Regions from separate parts of the Sus scrofa genome. Here region 1 is linked to region 2. A link is a contact called in public HiChIP or PLAC-seq data. All regions are on one chromosome and are shown on one strand. The core of a region is the stretch at or near the end of the contact, and the rest is flanking DNA. Distances in the headings are between cores, read along the strand shown. Region 1 holds the start of CCDC88C (protein Daple). Region 2 overlaps CCDC88C (protein Daple).

Region 1 (4,294 bases), core at 1,213-3,712, 66 kb before region 2:
TGAAAGGGGAACTTGGCTGACCGTCTGCAGGTGCCTCGCCTCACTGGCCAGGCGCTGGGACAGGCGGCTTTCCTTCCACGGGCCTCCCGGGTTCTCATCTGTCAGGAGGAGAGTGGGCCCTTGGGTTCTGAAATTCCGCACTTGCATGATGGCCAGAGACCACCAAGATCGGGGGTTTCAGATCACCTCGAGGAAGCTGTGCACGACAGTTCCTGGAACTCTTCTGACTTCTGGGCCCTCACGTGGTCGCAAAGCCAGAACCGACCTGCAGTATGGTCATTATCTCAGAAGAAACAGCAGAAGAAATAGGCTAGGGTTCTTGCGTGTGTGTTTCCTTCATTGCTTTGAAAAATTGAAAATAAAACGGTAAATGGTTATAGTGAACACCTGTGTATCTGTTCAAAATAAATATGGGAGTTCCCGTCGTGGCGCAGTGGTTAACGAATCCGACTAGGAACCATGAGGTTGCGGGTTCGGTCCCTGCCCTTGCTCAGTGGGTTAATGATCCGGCGTTGCCGTGAGCTGTGGTGTAGGTTGCAGACGCGGCTCGGATCCTGCGTTGCTGTGGCTCTGGTGTAGGCCAATGGCTACAGCTCCGATTGGACCCCTAGCCTGGGAACCTCCATATGCCGCGGGAGTGGCCCAAGAAATAGCAAAAAAGACAATAAATAAATAAATAAATAAATATGGACATATGTGAATATTTTTCGTATTTGCTTCAGACCTTTTTTTCAAGAATTTTTTTTTTTTCTGATGAAAGCCCCCTGTGTGCCTTGAGTGCATCTGGTTATCCCTGCTCCCTCCCTGGAGGAACTTGTGTGTGTATCCAGTTCACATTGTTAGACTCTTGCTGTGTGTGTGTGTGTATTCTTTTGCCTGATAACCCTCAGATCAAACCTCCAAATAACTGCCTGTACCTCCTACCTGCTCAGCCTTGCATTGGGGACCTGTCCGCTTGCCGTGGCAGTTGTATTAGATAAGCACGGGCTGACTGCTGAAAATTAGCTGTCTTTGGAAATGTGCACACTTCGACTTGAAAAAATGGAAACCTTTTGTCAGAAGTAAGAGTAGAAGGAAACGTGTATCTGACATGGTTGTTGGGAACCGAGTAAACTCTGCCTCGTTCGTGTGGTCTGGAGGGTTTTTAGGTAAAGTGATGTCTCCTTGTTGGGGCGGGGGAGGAGGTGATTACTTTGATGGATAGCGACAGTGTGCAGGGGAGTTTAAAGTCTGCTCAGGCCCTGTCTATGGGCACCAGTGGAATTTGCTTTATGAATAATACATCGAATTTGTAGGGGAGAAATTACTTTCTCCACTCTAGACTTTAAGGGTTAATAAAGAGGAAGTGTGTGAGATGGGTATGCGTGATGTAGCGTCTGTGTTTGGAGGAAATTAAAAGTCATATTGTGATTATAAAGGTATTTTCTGATTGCGGATGGGGAAACAGAAAGTGACATCTGCCCGCTGTCTCACCACCTGGGCCTGCACCCTTGCTCACATTTTGGTATTTATGCTTTCTGACTTTGTGTCTTGTGTCTGTGTGTGTTTCAGGGTGTGGATTATATGCAATCTTTCTTTTCCCATGTAGTGAGCATTTTCTCATCATTACACATTCTGTCATAATAGGAATTTTAGTGTCTGCATGACACTTCATTATGTGGCTATGCCACAGTCATCGATACTGAGTTACTTCTGTCTTAGAATTATAAACGATACCGCCATGAGCATGCTTGGCCCATAAATCTTTCAACTGTTTTTATGTCCTTAGGGTCAATTCCTAGCATGGAATTCCTGGGTCCGGGGGCGTGAATGTTTTGAGGGCTTTGGCTACTCAGGGCCAAAATCGCCTCCTTTGCAGGCCTTTTGTTTTTCTGTGCTGAAGTGCCCGTTCGTGCCCTTCACCCACTGTGATGGTTCCTGTTACCAGTGCCGTGTCCTCCCTCGCTCCTGACTTCTGTGTCTCTGCCACGTGGATGAAGGTCTCAGGTTATTTTTACTGTACATCTGGGTGAACTTCCTTGAGTTGGAGGATCACTGGATTGGTTTGCCCTCTCCAGGAGGATTGTGGTGTGGTGACGGGATGCAGCGGCGCGGCCAGGCAGTCCAGCCCCTGGGCCAGGAGGCTTACAGAAAAGCCCCGTACCTTTCCCCCATACCAGCAGTGGGAGCCTTTGTCTGCCGTGGACTTGACCCAGAAGATAACTGACTTCCCTGGGAATGTTTGCTTTCAGTCTGAAGTTCAAGAGAGAGCCTTCCAGACTGTTGGGAAGAGAGGCTGAGGAGGGCAGTGGTCTGTGTGGACCCCTCCTTTCTTCTTTCCATCCTCTCGCTTTCCTGTCCCCCTTTTTCTCTAGTGTAGCGTGATGAATGTGGGACAAGAAAGCTCTGGTGGCCCAGAGAGGTGGGGGTCACCCAGTTTTTCTTCCTCTGTTCCTCCTCCTTATTCTTAAGGCCATTCTCGATGCCTGAGATGCTCGTGTCTTGTAAGGTGGAAGAGGGCCCAGGTGAACCAGCCACTAGAACACCTGTATATGTGCCCAGGACGTGGAGGTCCAGGACATGGAAGGGAGTTCCCCAGCCGGGGAAGGGGCAGAGCTCACGGAGAGCTTTCTGAAGGGGGTGACCCTTGACCTGAGTCCTGAAGGATGGACAGGGAGCTAGAATGGCAGAAAATGGGGTGATTTGTGTGTGGGGGGGTGTCCTGGGAGAGGAATAGCACCTGCCAAACCACAGAGGCATAAAGCAGCCTGAAGGCTAAGTCACCTCTGAGTGGCTGGAGGTTGGGGTGTCTGTGGGCAGTGGTAATGGGTGAGCCTGGAAAGATTGGGGAAGTTCTAGAGTGTGGATGCCATGCTAATGAATTTGAACTTCATGCTGAAGGATGTGGGAGTCTTTGCAGCATTTTTAAAAAGAAAATTTTGAAAAAACTCAGACACTCACTTGGGAAAGGATTGGTGTCAGGAGAGAGTAGGGGGTGGGGGCAGGTTGTGGGGACCTGGCCCGAAGCCAGAGCAGAGGGAAGAGGGAATGAGTTCTGAGTGTTTCGTGGGGTGCTGGCCGTGTGGGGCTGTGGACAGCAGCTTGCTTGGTGCCCCACCTGGAGCAGACATCTCAGGGAGGATAAGGTCTTTCCCGGGCCCGGGTAAGGCTGAGCTTTGCAGCTGGGTACTGCCCCCCCAGGCTTCAGGGTAGGGCCCCATGAGGTGAGTGGCAGTGGCTCTGGGTCAGCCTGACAAGGACCAGAGGCGAGGCTGCGGGGGCAGGGGGTGGGTGGCAGCTTTCACAGCTACCAGAATTCCCTTTCTCCACACTAAGCAGAAGGCATTTCCTCCTGACCTGTGACCCTCCCTGTGCTCTTGAAATCTGGGATGGAGCCGACAAGGCTGAGGACCGCGGTCAGGGGCCACACAGTCCCCCACCTTTCCAGAGGCAGGTTTTGTTTTTAGAGACCTGGGACCAGGTGCCAGCTGGACTTGATTTCTTTTTTGTCTCTTTTTTGTTTTTAGAAGCAGTGCTATGGAGGCGTATTGACGAGCAGGCAGGAACCTTGAGACTCTGCTCTGTGCCCCAGTCAGGAGGCTGGGAGAGGGTAGCTGGGTGCCCGCTGTAAGCCAGGCACTGCGCTCGGACCTTTCAGCCCTGTCACTGTGAGGAAGAAACTGCCACCCCCATTTTACAGATTAGGAAAGCAAGGCTCATGGAGTAAGATATGGCAGCGCCAGAGAGCTGCAAGCTCTCTTGGTCATCAGCTGCTTGGGCGAACTTGAGAAAATAAAGCCTTCTGCAGTCCTCTAGGGAGATGGCTTGCCGTGGGCAGACCCAGTGTTCCCTTCAGGACCTGCAGGGGCAGCAGGGCTTGTCTGGGGGCTGGGCTGGGAGTGCTGCTTCCCCAGGGTCTCCTGCTTGCGGTGGTCCCCTGTGTTAACCAGATTTCCGCTCCAGGCAGGGCCCCAGAGGAAGAGGCTGGATTGCTTCAGGCACCTTCTGAAACCAGCCCTTCCGGGGCTGGGCGTGGGTGGGACAGAGGGAGCAGCTGGCTCAGTCCTCACCCTGCACCCCAAGCAGCGGGAGGCAGAGAGTCGGGGCTGATGGCAGGGGTGGGAGGGGCCAAAGGTGGGAATGATGTAATTAGCGAAGCTAGAATTGGGCCAGGGACGGAAAGAGAGAAGTGTGTGTGGGTGGGTGTGTGTATGTGTACAATCTTTCGGATCTGAGATGGAGAGAGAGAGAAGTGTGTGTGTGTGTGTACACAATCTTTCTGATAGCTCCCCCTGGCCTTGAGCTGCCGGGGTTT
Region 2 (4,105 bases), core at 295-2,794:
AGATAACATCATATTAATTGAAACCAAGGCCATGTTGGAGGAACAGCTGACTGCCGCTCGGGCCCGGGGCGATAAAGTTCACGAACTGGAGAAGGAGAACCTGCAGCTGAAATCGAAGCTTCACGACCTGGAACTGGTATTGCAAGCTGTTGTCCCACAGACCTGTCTGCAGAGATTGGGGCAGTTTCAGGTTTATGCTGGGCCCTCCTCCGATGTTTCAGTCCCTGGGTTTGGAGCCACTGCCGACACAATAACTCACTGACTGTAGAGAGTAGCTCTCGAGGCTCAGCGGACTGGGCTGGGCACCACTTAGCACCCCCAGACAGGAGGTGACCACTGTGCTGTTGCTTTTCTGTAAGGATGAGCGTACATGTGTGTCATTTACAAGAAGGGTCCCCACTGTGCTTATGGCGTGGGTTGAGCTGCGATTCATGAGTTACTTTACAGGCTTCTCACAGCCCATCAGGCCTGACCTAGAGCCACGAAGCCGCCCGTCACCGTGGTACTTAGCTTTAACGCCCTGGGCTGTAAGTCGCTGTGTTCTGACTGCCATCAGTTAGACCTTAGGTCTCTCCTTGTCACCCAGGTGGCCAGTCAGGGTACCTTTCAGGGGCTGTAACCTCACAGCTGGGCCCTTTCCGTGCAGGAAACGGGCAGGTGCCTGGAGGCCTCTCATTCTCAGAGGATGGGGGTGGATGCCCAGGGGGCCAAAGCCAGTCCTGGGGAGTCACCTGGCCACGTCCTCATGCCTTCCCTCTTCTTGCGCTAGGACCGGGACGCGGACAAGAAGCGGATTGAGGAGCTGCTGGAGGAAAACATGGTTCTCGAGATTGCACAGAAGCAGAGCATGAACGAATCGGCCCACCTCGGCTGGGAGCTGGAGCAGCTGTCCAAGAACGCAGACCTGTCCGACGGTGGGTGGCGCCTGGGGCCCGGGAGCCGGTCTGGCTGTGGCCGCCTCCTCACCCAGGGAATGGAGCCCTTGGCGCTAAATCTTCCGTGTCAGGCCATCCATTCACCCCCAGGAAATAGGATTTCCTTCAAGTGCCATTTGGAACCGTTTCATTGCCGTCCTCCCCAAGGAGAAGATGAGGGGTCTGGCAGCCTCGGTGTCAGGATGTGAAGCACAGATTAAATGTTGCCCGGTTTCCCGGTTCCCAGATGGACAGTCCCAGGAGCTTCCAGGTTACAGCACGCTGACACCCGGAGGACATCGTGGGCCGATCTAGGGATAGTTAAAAGCTCTGGATGGCAGGAAACGTCCCCAGGGGTCACTGATCTCCGCTCTAAATGTGCTGGGGGCCTGCTTGCCTCCATTCATCTGCATAATTGTGCAAGAGGGAGGCAGTCTGTTCCCTGTCTCCCTGGGTGGGGCTGCTTCGCGGCTGCTTCCCACAGGCCCCACGCCTCTCCCTCGCCCTCCTGCACTTGCACCGCTGGCCCCGCACAGGCAGGCGAGGTGCCAGCCGGCCAGGGAGACGTGGGTGGGGCAGCAGAAAGCACAGCGGCAGGAAGCGTCAGCGCTCTCGGCAAACAATGGCCAGTTCCTGTGTTCAAAAATAGCACACGTGCCGCTGGTAGTGCGAGTTGTTTACTTAGCGGTGTATGGAGCGGGGTAGGGCCTTTGGGTGGTTTGGGGGTTGCTTTTTTAATTCCAATAACTGTCCTCAAGAATAATGGAAAGGTTGTTGAAAGCAGCTGGGGATGTCTTCTCTTCGAGGGGTCCCATCGGTTCCAAACCTAAAATCAGTTCATTAAACTACTAACCTGTGAGGGAAGTTGGCTGTATCTGGGCTCTGGGGCCTGTGCACTGTGCTGGGACCTGGATCACCCTGGTTCCCTGTCCTGGGAGGAGTGCACATCCACCGGGAAGGACTGCTGCCCCCTGGTGGAACAGAGAGGTAGTGCAGCCTGCCTGGGACAGTCTTGGGCCAAATGAGAGTGTTTCTGTTAGAGACCCGGATGGCCTATGGGCTCTGAAAGCCTCGCCCCTTCAGACTACCCAGTAGTGTGGGCCCTTTCAGGTCAAAAAGCAACATTTATTCTTGGGTTCCAACTCCTGGTGCTTATCTGGGAGCTAAGGAACGCTGGTTTGAATGAAGGCATGATGCAGGCAGAGCTTGAATGCACTTTTGCGTGTGTGGTGTGGTGGCTTCTTGAGTCAGGAAGACCCGGCTTAAGTCCTGGCTCCTCCACGTGTTAGCTGGGTGACCTCTCTTAGACCTCAGTCTCCTTACCTGCAAGATGGGGATGATGAAGCTGCCCACAGGGGAGACAATGAAGCATGATTCCGTGCCTGGCCCGAGGGCACCGATAAAGAGCAGCTGTTCTTATTGCCACTGTCGTATTAAAATCTGTCCCATTACCCTGGTTGCTTGAGGTACTAACAGCGTAGCGCTCCGAAGTGAATTGTTACGTCATCGTGAGAGTCTTTGAGACACTGGCTTTTATGGACGAGGAAGGGAAGCCTGTGGTCAGTTCTGTTGTTTAACCTGTAGAGCCTTAGGCAGGATTCCCCATGAGTGCAGAGTTTCAGTTCGGGGTGATGAAGTCTGGAGGTGGATAGTGCTGATGGCTGCACAAGTGGGAATGTAGCTCATGCCACAGAACTGTACACTTGGTGAATTTTACGTTACGTGTATTTCACCCCAATTAAAAACATGTTCTTTTTTCCATGAATGCTGCCAAGGTACCATCCGAATGATCACAGGCTCTGAATAGGGGCGTTTGAGTTGAGGTTTGTGTCATTTGTTGAGAGCATTTCATGTGTTGAGAGCGTGTGTGTTTCTGTGCGTCAGCACTGGGACTGGGTCAGGGCCACGGACACTCCGTCCACCTCCACGGCTCTGCTGCCTATTGCTGCTTGGGGTCTTGGGGACATTCAGGCTTGTTGGGTCTGAACTGCTGTCCTTGGTGCATAGGTGGGACCTCAGGGGTGGCAGATGCCTTCCAGTCCTTATGATCGCCCAGAGGGTCTGAATGCACACATCTGTCTCCCGCTTGATGTGCTCACTGTGAAAGCCCTGCCCCCGGGGGATGAATAAGCAGCAGGTGGGGGCACAGCCCTATGAGCCGTGCGACAGGGCTCCCAGAGCTGAGTCTGTGGCACTGATGAGACAGGAGAAGGCACGACAACCCCGACCCCTTCTTTTGAGGCTTTCACATGTGTTCCTTTTCCCTCCCCCAAAGGCCCCATGACTTACCTGAGGTCACACACCTGCTGGTGGCATGAAGGGGCTAACACTCCCCATTCCCGACTCTCAGGTCTGTGCCTCCTTCGCCATTTGCATTTGAGCTGTTGGAAAGCCGAGTGGATAATCTGCCTTTATTTCTATCTTTAGCTTATATTTTCTTCTCACTTAGAATTTTTAAAGCAATTTACATATATTGTCTCTTTTTTTTTCCCAACACAATTGTGAAATTACAAAATGAAATCTCTATCCACAGGACCTTTTCCAGGGATGGCGAGTACTGGGCATACGTATCCATGGAGGCTTCTGCCACCTGTGGCAGACATAACTAGCCGATTATCGTATTCCTCCTGCTGAGCTGCCCAGACTCCCACTACTCTCAGAGCTGGGCACAGAAACTGTCGCCCTGTTGACCATCCCTCTTAGCCTCTGAGATCCTTGAGTTGTAGGGTCGGGTTAGCTGCCTGGTCAAAGCTGGGTTCCAGCAGTGAACAGTCTTTAACATCTGCTTTGGCTTCTTTATTGTAATTTGCTTTCCTCTTAAGCTCAAACAGCCCCAGCTGAGCCAGTGGAGGGACCCTAAGTGCCTGAGGAACCCTGGGGCACTGACAGCACCACGTGAAGCGGAGGGGCCCCCAGGTGACCCATGGGTGCCCGACCCAGGCCGTGGGGACCTGACGGCCCCATCTCAGAGTTGGAGGCAGATGGTGGAAGTGGAGGGGCCGGGAGCCCCGGCCTGACTCGGCTCTGTGTTTCAGCCTCCAGGAAGTCCTTTGTGTTTGAGCTGAACGAGTGCGCCTCCAGCCGCATCCTGAAGCTGGAGAAGGAGAACCAGAGCCTGCAGAGCACCGTCCAGGGGCTGCGGGACACCTCCCTGGCGCTGGAGGAGAGCAGCCTCAAGTGCGGGGAGCTGG

Evidence for each region. HiChIP or PLAC-seq counts read pairs in DNA pulled down with a chosen protein or histone mark.
Region 1: an H3K27ac HiChIP or PLAC-seq map of skeletal muscle shows a contact between it and region 2. The contact joins the promoter of CCDC88C here to the enhancer-like site in region 2. A contact is called at or near these places in 7 of 47 Hi-C or Micro-C datasets (alveolar macrophages, embryonic fibroblasts, omental adipose tissue and 2 more) and 1 of 2 datasets of contacts at active chromatin or transcription factors (skeletal muscle).

What each region holds. Positions count from the first base shown.
Region 1 is chr7:113,028,610-113,032,903 of Sscrofa11.1, reverse strand. CCDC88C (protein Daple) reads left to right here and starts at 2,462. Exons shown (of 31, transcript XM_021100083.1): 1 at 2,462-2,504. The coding sequence starts at 2,462.
Region 2 is chr7:112,962,355-112,966,459 of Sscrofa11.1, reverse strand. CCDC88C (protein Daple) reads left to right here. Exons shown (of 31, transcript XM_021100083.1): 12 at 1-136; 13 at 770-914; 14 at 3,950-4,105. Among named protein-coding and RNA genes, the nearest start is that of GPR68, 60 kb to the right of the region's middle. Within about 2 kb of position 1,544, at least 35 of the 83 cell types and tissues checked have an H3K27ac peak or open chromatin away from gene starts, as enhancers often do. A contact at or near this core is called in alveolar macrophages, omental adipose tissue, retroperitoneal adipose tissue and 1 more, where this site is marked.